2 separate regions of the Hordeum vulgare genome follow, and region 1 is linked to region 2. Evidence: chromatin contacts called from public Hi-C data. All regions are on one chromosome and are shown on one strand. Each heading gives the region's core, a stretch centred on a gene start, on an enhancer-like site or on the middle of the called end of the contact. The rest is flanking DNA. Distances are from core to core; before and after follow the strand shown.

Region 1 (3,343 bases), core at 307-2,806, 340 kb after region 2:
CCTACACGCAAAGCTAAAAATAAGTTGGATGAATTAGCCACACGGTTTATGATATAAATGCAAAGATTGATGAGTACATATAGCACACCGGATATCAAAGTTGTCGGAATTGCAATTCTGAATTGGATCGAAGCTCTGTCGCTAGGATCGTGAATCGTAGAATCATAACTATCAGGATCGTAGAAACTTAGATTTTATGAGCAAAATCGTAAAATCGGAGGGGCTAGTCTGGATCGTAACATCCTAAGATTCTAAGACTTGGGTCACGATTCTGACAACTTTACCGGATATAATACAAGAGTGTTAATTATAAATAAATAAAAAGTTCAAAAGAATTAAATAAAAGAGACCAATTCGAGAAAAATACTTGACGTGAGATGGCATGATAGCATTACGTGGAAACACGCCTTTGGTGACTACAAAGAAGAGTGTGCGCAAAACGATTTAGGCGCTTTACACTTTAAATCCGGGTGGTGTGATGGGAACCCGGTTGGTTTACAACCCCTCCGGACCATGCAGAAAACATCCTTATGTTTTAAGTGATTTTCACCTGTTAAAATTTATCAACCAATTTCTTAGTCCGACGAGAGCTAGTCGGCAACTCCGTAAAAATAAAGTTGCAATCTTCTGTATGAGATGTTCGGCTCCATATATATTTCACATGTTCCGGATTATAACTTGTATAACATTCTTTTTAAATTAGATGAAAATAGAAATGTTTTATTGTATTTATTCATTTATTTCAGTTCATATGCAGTTCATTGTAAAGACGTATATATCCCTCTATAAAGAAAGCTCTTGTATAATTACACTTACATGGAAAGTTATCTTCGGCTCCCTAGCTCATTTGAACTCGAAATGAACAGTAGAATAATAATAAAAAGAAAATTCATTCATAAAATTCTGATTTTTTTTGGTGCAAACATTGACAAGTTTTTCGTGCACATATCATTTCATCTTGAAAAGTCATTCGTAGAGGCTGTGCTAAAAAATCAAAATCAACACTTGGAAATGTTTTTTTACCACAATTTCCATGAAAGCCATTTCAATATGGAATTTTGGAAGCTCATAAAACTTTTGTCAATATTTTCATTAAAAAAATCAGAAATTTTTGGATTTGTTATTTTATTTTATTGTTCGCCGAGCTCAAAAGAGCTTGAGCTAAGAAACTACACTTCCCACTTACATGTGCTTTTAACTAGCCCTGCTTGATAATACTATGTTTTTTACAGTACCGCCTTGGGACTCCATTGCCATTAAAACGAAAATGAAAAAGAAAATGCACGCACATGCATGCCTTCCATCTTCTGCATACCGAGCTCACAATCTACCACCATGATTTCTATGAATGACCAAACAAACGCAAAGTTGAAAAGATCCAGCCGGTCAAACAGGGAACGGGAAAGCGGCTTTATTAGTAGTGGCGCGATGATGAGGTTACGGCCGCACCCGTGCGCCTCGGCGTGTCGCATATTTGGGCTATGAAGTGGAGAGCATACCCCCGTGTGGGTGCGGTGGGCCCCACCGTCGACGCCACCACACCGTATCCGTTTTCCATCACCCCGCGAGTCTGTCCATCGGTTTGGCTGACGTGCGCGGCCCGACGCCGGGGCCCGCCCTTCAGTGGGGCTGGCGTTTCCGTGGACGCCTGATTGGACAAGTCGCTGGAAAATGTTTTTTGGGCAACGGGGCCCCGCGTCGTGACCCAGCACGTGCGCCTGTCGCTGGACCACCGGCGAGAGACGCCCCTGGCCGTTTGATTCAGATTCTGGTTGATATCGTCCGTCCGCAGGGGGGGCGGGGTGGGGCCCGCGCGTCTGTGGCCGAGCACTGTCGTTGGGTGGGGTGGTGGGTGTGCCGGGTACGCGCAATCTGCCGTTAGATCGCCCCCGCCCACTTTGTCTTTGCTGACGGGAAAAAACTGGTTACGTTACGCGACGCTGTTCCATGCGTGCGTAGTGACCACTGACCAGTCACGCCATTTGCTGTTTCTTTGACCTGATCGGCCCAAAGCGAACCGGATTTGATTGCCACCGTACATCTTCTGTGCGTACCTCGCCGTAACGTAGTCCTAGTACTAGCATAGCTCGTTTTTTCAAAGGTTTAGCCTAGGGTTCGTTGGGTAAAAAAGTTTAGCCCGGGGTTTTTCGGTCGTCAAGCTCTGTGCTGCCATGAGGGCATGTACGTGGCATTTTCATGTTTATAATGGGTTATCTTTTAGGTTTATCTTCAATAACTAGGCAAGACATATTATGCTAAGAAATTATGTCTTGTCATAAATCTTTTTTATGATTTTTCTCTCTTTCACCTTATCATTTAGAAACAATTCTTTATTTAGTATTATCTTAAATTTCGTTTTCTTTTTTGACATTGAACAATTGTTTCTTTCCTATATAATAACGAGTCTAAATTTTATGTCCTTTATGATATTTTTGTTCATTTTAAGCCTAAATGACATCTGAAAAGACTCTTTTAGCCCTCATGTGATATGTGTGTGATGGACAGTAGCACGCATAATATCAATGCGGATAGTAGCACACACAACGACTGTAAGACACACGCAACAACACACACATTAGCACATACATAACATCACACAAACACGAGCGTACACATGTAACCATGCACACACACACACAACACACACACACACACACACACACACGACGCACACACGCGGCGCACGTGGCACACACACATACTAGCACGCACGCACGCGCGCGCACACACACACACAACACCACACACAAGTAGCAGCTCATGCAGCAACGCACGCGCGTAGCAACGCATGAAGTAGCACACGCGCGCACACACAAACACGTAGCAACACACACGCAATATCAATAGCATGCATGTGCACGCCCGCACACACGCAACAACACAGACACAAGCATATCATATGAGGGGCAAAATGGTTTTTTCAAGTGTCATTTAGGGCTAAAACGGACAAAAGTGTTATAAAAGACATAAAATTTAGACTTGTTGTTATATAGGGAAGAAATAATTTGTCGATGTCAAATAAAGCATAAAATTTAAGCATGGTGTTAAATAAAGAATTATGTCTATCATTTATCCTACATGATATTTCTAAGATAGAACCATTGTACATGCCGTGAGCCCCCTCCTACGTCCCCTGTTCGGCCGATTGACCTATCTGTTGACTCCCTCGCGCTCCTTCTGCGCCCTCTCCCAAGCTAATCACGAGAACAACCCTCTAGACCTAGTTGGGTGTGGGAGTGGTTAATGCTTGGGGTTCGACAAGTATCATATTCTATTATGTTTGCGTTCATGGCGGAAGGAACGGATCCGAGGGCATGGGTTTGGATGGTCCAAGTGCCCTACT
Region 2 (3,603 bases), core at 528-3,027:
TTCCTATCAACTATTTGGGTATTCCGATTCATTATCGGAGACTTACAAAGGTTGAGTGGAAAAAGGTGGAGGAAAGACTCCAACTAAGACTTAATAGTTGGAAAGGCAAGCTCCTATCTCTTGGTGGAAGATTGGTCCTCATAAATTCGGTACTAACTAACATGGTACTGTATATGATCTCATTCTTCCAAATACCTAAAGGAGTTCTAAAACGATTGGATTATTTCCGATCTAGGTTCTTCTCGCAAGGGGATGGAGAGAAAAATAAATATTGACTGACTAAGTGGAGCGCGGTTTGTTGTCCTAAAGACCAAGGAGGGCTCGGTGTTCATGACCTTGAGGTTAAGGACAGAGCTCTATTGGGTAAATGGCTCTTCAAGCTTCTTTCTGAAGAAGAATTGTGGCAAACCCTCCTCACGAGAAAGTATGTGGGAAATTAAGCCGTATCTCAGGTTCTTTAGAAGCCTCGTGATTCGCAGTTCTGGGCAGGCCTGATGGCTACGAAGAAGTTCTTTTTCCCACAAGGATCCTTCTCAATTAGGGATGGGTTGGAAATTCGCTTTTGGGAGGATAAATGTCTAGGTCCATCCACTCTCAAAGAGCAATATCCGGCTTTGTATGCGATTGTGTGCGAAACAAGAGTGACACGATTGCTAAGGTGTTGGGTACCTCCCCACCAAACGTTTCATTTAGGAGAAGTTTACTTGGAACAAGACAAGCATCTTGGAATGCCTTGCTCACCCGATTGGATACCATCCGTCTATCGGAAGGTCTAGATAAATTTCGATGGAATCTTACGAAGAATGGTCAATTCTCAGTTGATTCCATGTATAGAGCATTAATCCTACCCGAAGTACCACTCGATAATAAGGAGAATAACAAAGTTTGGAAGATGAAGATTCTGCTAAAAACTAAGGTGTTTGCATGGTATCTTCGCCGAGATGTTATTCTTACGAGAGATAACCTTGCAAAACGCAATTGGCATGAAAGTAAAAAGTGTGTATTCTGTCAACACGACAAGAGTATTACACACTTGTTCTTTCAGTGCGAGTTCGCTAGGTCTATATGGTCAGCCATCCAAATAGGTTCTACCTTACATCCTCCGACTTCGGCTGCAAACATTTTTGGCAACCGACTGAACGGGGTTGATTCTAGGTTTAAACTATTTTGTAGGATGGAAGCGATTGCCGTTGTTCGCTCGTTGTGGCTATGTAGAAATGACAAGGTTTTTAATGACAAAAATACTTCTGTTATGCAGGTTATTCATCGGTGTACAACAACACTACGAGTCTGGTCGGCCCTGCAGCGTGCGCAACATCGAGACTTATTTTTGGAGGTGACGTTACGTTTGAAGGCAGCGGCTAGGGAGTTATTTTCCCGGCATGGATGGCAGCATAGTCTCCGGATTTATCTACCACCCTGTTAGGCGGCTTCACAAATTCTCATATGTAGTTTGCCATGCTTTTTTTTCAGTTTGTGTACTAGTAAACTTCTATACTTCTTGGTTGTGTGCATCCTTGGTATGCAAAGGCCGGATGTAAATCTTAAAACTCTTAAGTAATAAATTCTTTTTATAAAAAAAAACGATGAACTGAAGTCGTACGTGAGTGTTGCTTTATCTCTAAAACGGACGAAATCCTATTTTAAAAAGAGAAGTAAGCAGTGCAAAGCCCGAAAGTCGTTTCGTACATTGCGAAATATACATTGTATGGTACACCACGCCACTAGTACTGTTTTCTGGTCCGCGTGCCTGCGACGAGCTCTGTTCCTCCTCTGGGTTTTGCCTGGCCACTTCGGCGCCCACCAGCGTACTGCTCCCACGCATGCATGAGCACGATGCGTCCATCGCCCAAGCAAGCAAGCGCGCCGAGCTGATGACGCCGAGCATACCGCACGCACATATCCATTCGCGGTCCCGGCGGTCGATGATCCACTCCTCCTACTGTCACCGTCGCTGTGCACGAGCCATGCATGTAGACGCGCAGGCACAGCAGACGCTCGCCACGCATTCACAGCTGGCGGGCGGGTTAACAATCCGACCTTGTTCGCCTTGTTCGAGTCAAAATACGGCGCCAACTTGCATCATTGCATGTGCCCATCGAGGCAGGGCAAGGCGATGATGCATGCATGCAGCGCCCTTGGGCCTTCGGGGTGCGCTGCGACGCATGCAGCACGCCACCACGGCCGGTCGCAAGATTACAATCAGCTCGGGTGCGTGCGTGCGTGCACCTCCATCATCATCACCATCATCATCCGATCCATGCATGCATGCACGCACACACGATCGCACGTGTGGAACCCCCCTCGCACGTACTGTAGGTACACCCGGTCACGGCGCATGTCCCGCCCTGCACGTGCGACGCCAGGTTACCTGTCGGTGGGAGGTCTGGCTCGGCCAGTATGATGATGATGATGATATGAAATCCTAACTACTGATCGGTAGGAGTACAACAAGCAAGCGCGTGTGCCCCACGTGTCATCGAGCCAAACCGATCGAACCCCGATCTAGCCAAAGAGGTAACCGCGCTGGTAGCTTAGCCAAAAGGACCGGGCAGAGGACAAAGCTACTAATTTACGCAGATTGGCGCTCATCTTGTCGCAGAAAGCATTATGTATGTGCTGCACCGTACTCTTCCCACTTGCACTCCAATATGACAAAAAATCATGCATCGAATGGTAGTACTTCCTTTTGACCAGGAGAGCGTTCATTGGCCATGGCCACCTCACGCGCATAATTGGATACTTATATACGAGTGTTATAAACAAATCAAGCATCTAACGGTCCCAAAAATGACAACATGACAAACGATTTCATATACTACAGTGGCTGCTACTCCTGCTTTTCTTTGAGTACGGGCTGATACTCAAATCACGCATCCACGCTTGCATTGATTGTCATAACATACTGCGGTGTCATTGGGGTGGATCTTGGACTGCTCCCCTCTTCTCCTCGTTGTCAGTTGGCTGTGAGCTGTTGAAGGATTTGACCAGATGATCAAAGCCACGGAGGAGGGCAGGAGGTGCATGTGCCGACTATGATTCGATGGCCCTCTACTGCCCGGGTGCTACCTGCTTCTGCTGCTACTATGAAAAGGCCGGCCGGGACTACCACCTTCGTCGTGCAGGACTGTGCAGATTGTTGCGTCCATTGCCTCTCAATCGCACCCACGGGCCACGAGTTTAGTAGCATATTTCAGTCTTTACACAACAAAAATTCTAGTAGTATTGCTAAAGCTGTGACGAGTAATATGAATTGGAAGGAATACATCTTTTTTCTCATACTATATAGCTGCTCCGTCTCGTCGATCCTAAATCAGGTCGCAGTACTACCTACTGGCCGTTGCACGATCGACATCATAAGCCAGGATTAGCTTAGCTTTTGAGCCGCGGGACGCAACGGATTCTCCCGATTCTTAACTTCACGAGCATCACAGCGAAAGAAATATAGACATCCGTCCAGTATAGCATAATTCAGACAGCAAGCCAGACCAAGTGTCAGTGCCGTTGTAGTTGTAGCCCAACATCAAAGCTACGACAGGAGTTGCCTCTTTCCAGCATCCAGACTCCCGGGCCGTGAATTAACGTAGACACGTCTCATTCGAT

What was found. A called contact is a pair of places that touch in the nucleus more often than the background predicts.
Region 1: a contact with region 2 is called in a Hi-C map of seedling, with 1.9 times the contacts expected there. The contact joins two enhancer-like sites. A contact is called at or near these places in 3 of 6 Hi-C or Micro-C datasets (leaf and seedling).

Annotation. Positions count from the first base shown.
Region 1 is chr3H:464,748,750-464,752,092 of MorexV3_pseudomolecules_assembly, forward strand. No RefSeq gene overlaps it. Among protein-coding and RNA genes, the nearest start is that of LOC123440177, 35 kb to the right of the region's middle. Within about 2 kb of position 1,557, at least 3 of the 3 cell types and tissues checked have open chromatin away from gene starts, as enhancers often do. A contact at or near this core is called in leaf and seedling, where this site is marked.
Region 2 is chr3H:464,409,939-464,413,541 of MorexV3_pseudomolecules_assembly, forward strand. No RefSeq gene overlaps it. Among protein-coding and RNA genes, the nearest start is that of LOC123440176, 160 kb to the left of the region's middle. Within about 2 kb of position 1,778, at least 3 of the 3 cell types and tissues checked have open chromatin away from gene starts, as enhancers often do. A contact at or near this core is called in leaf and seedling, where this site is marked.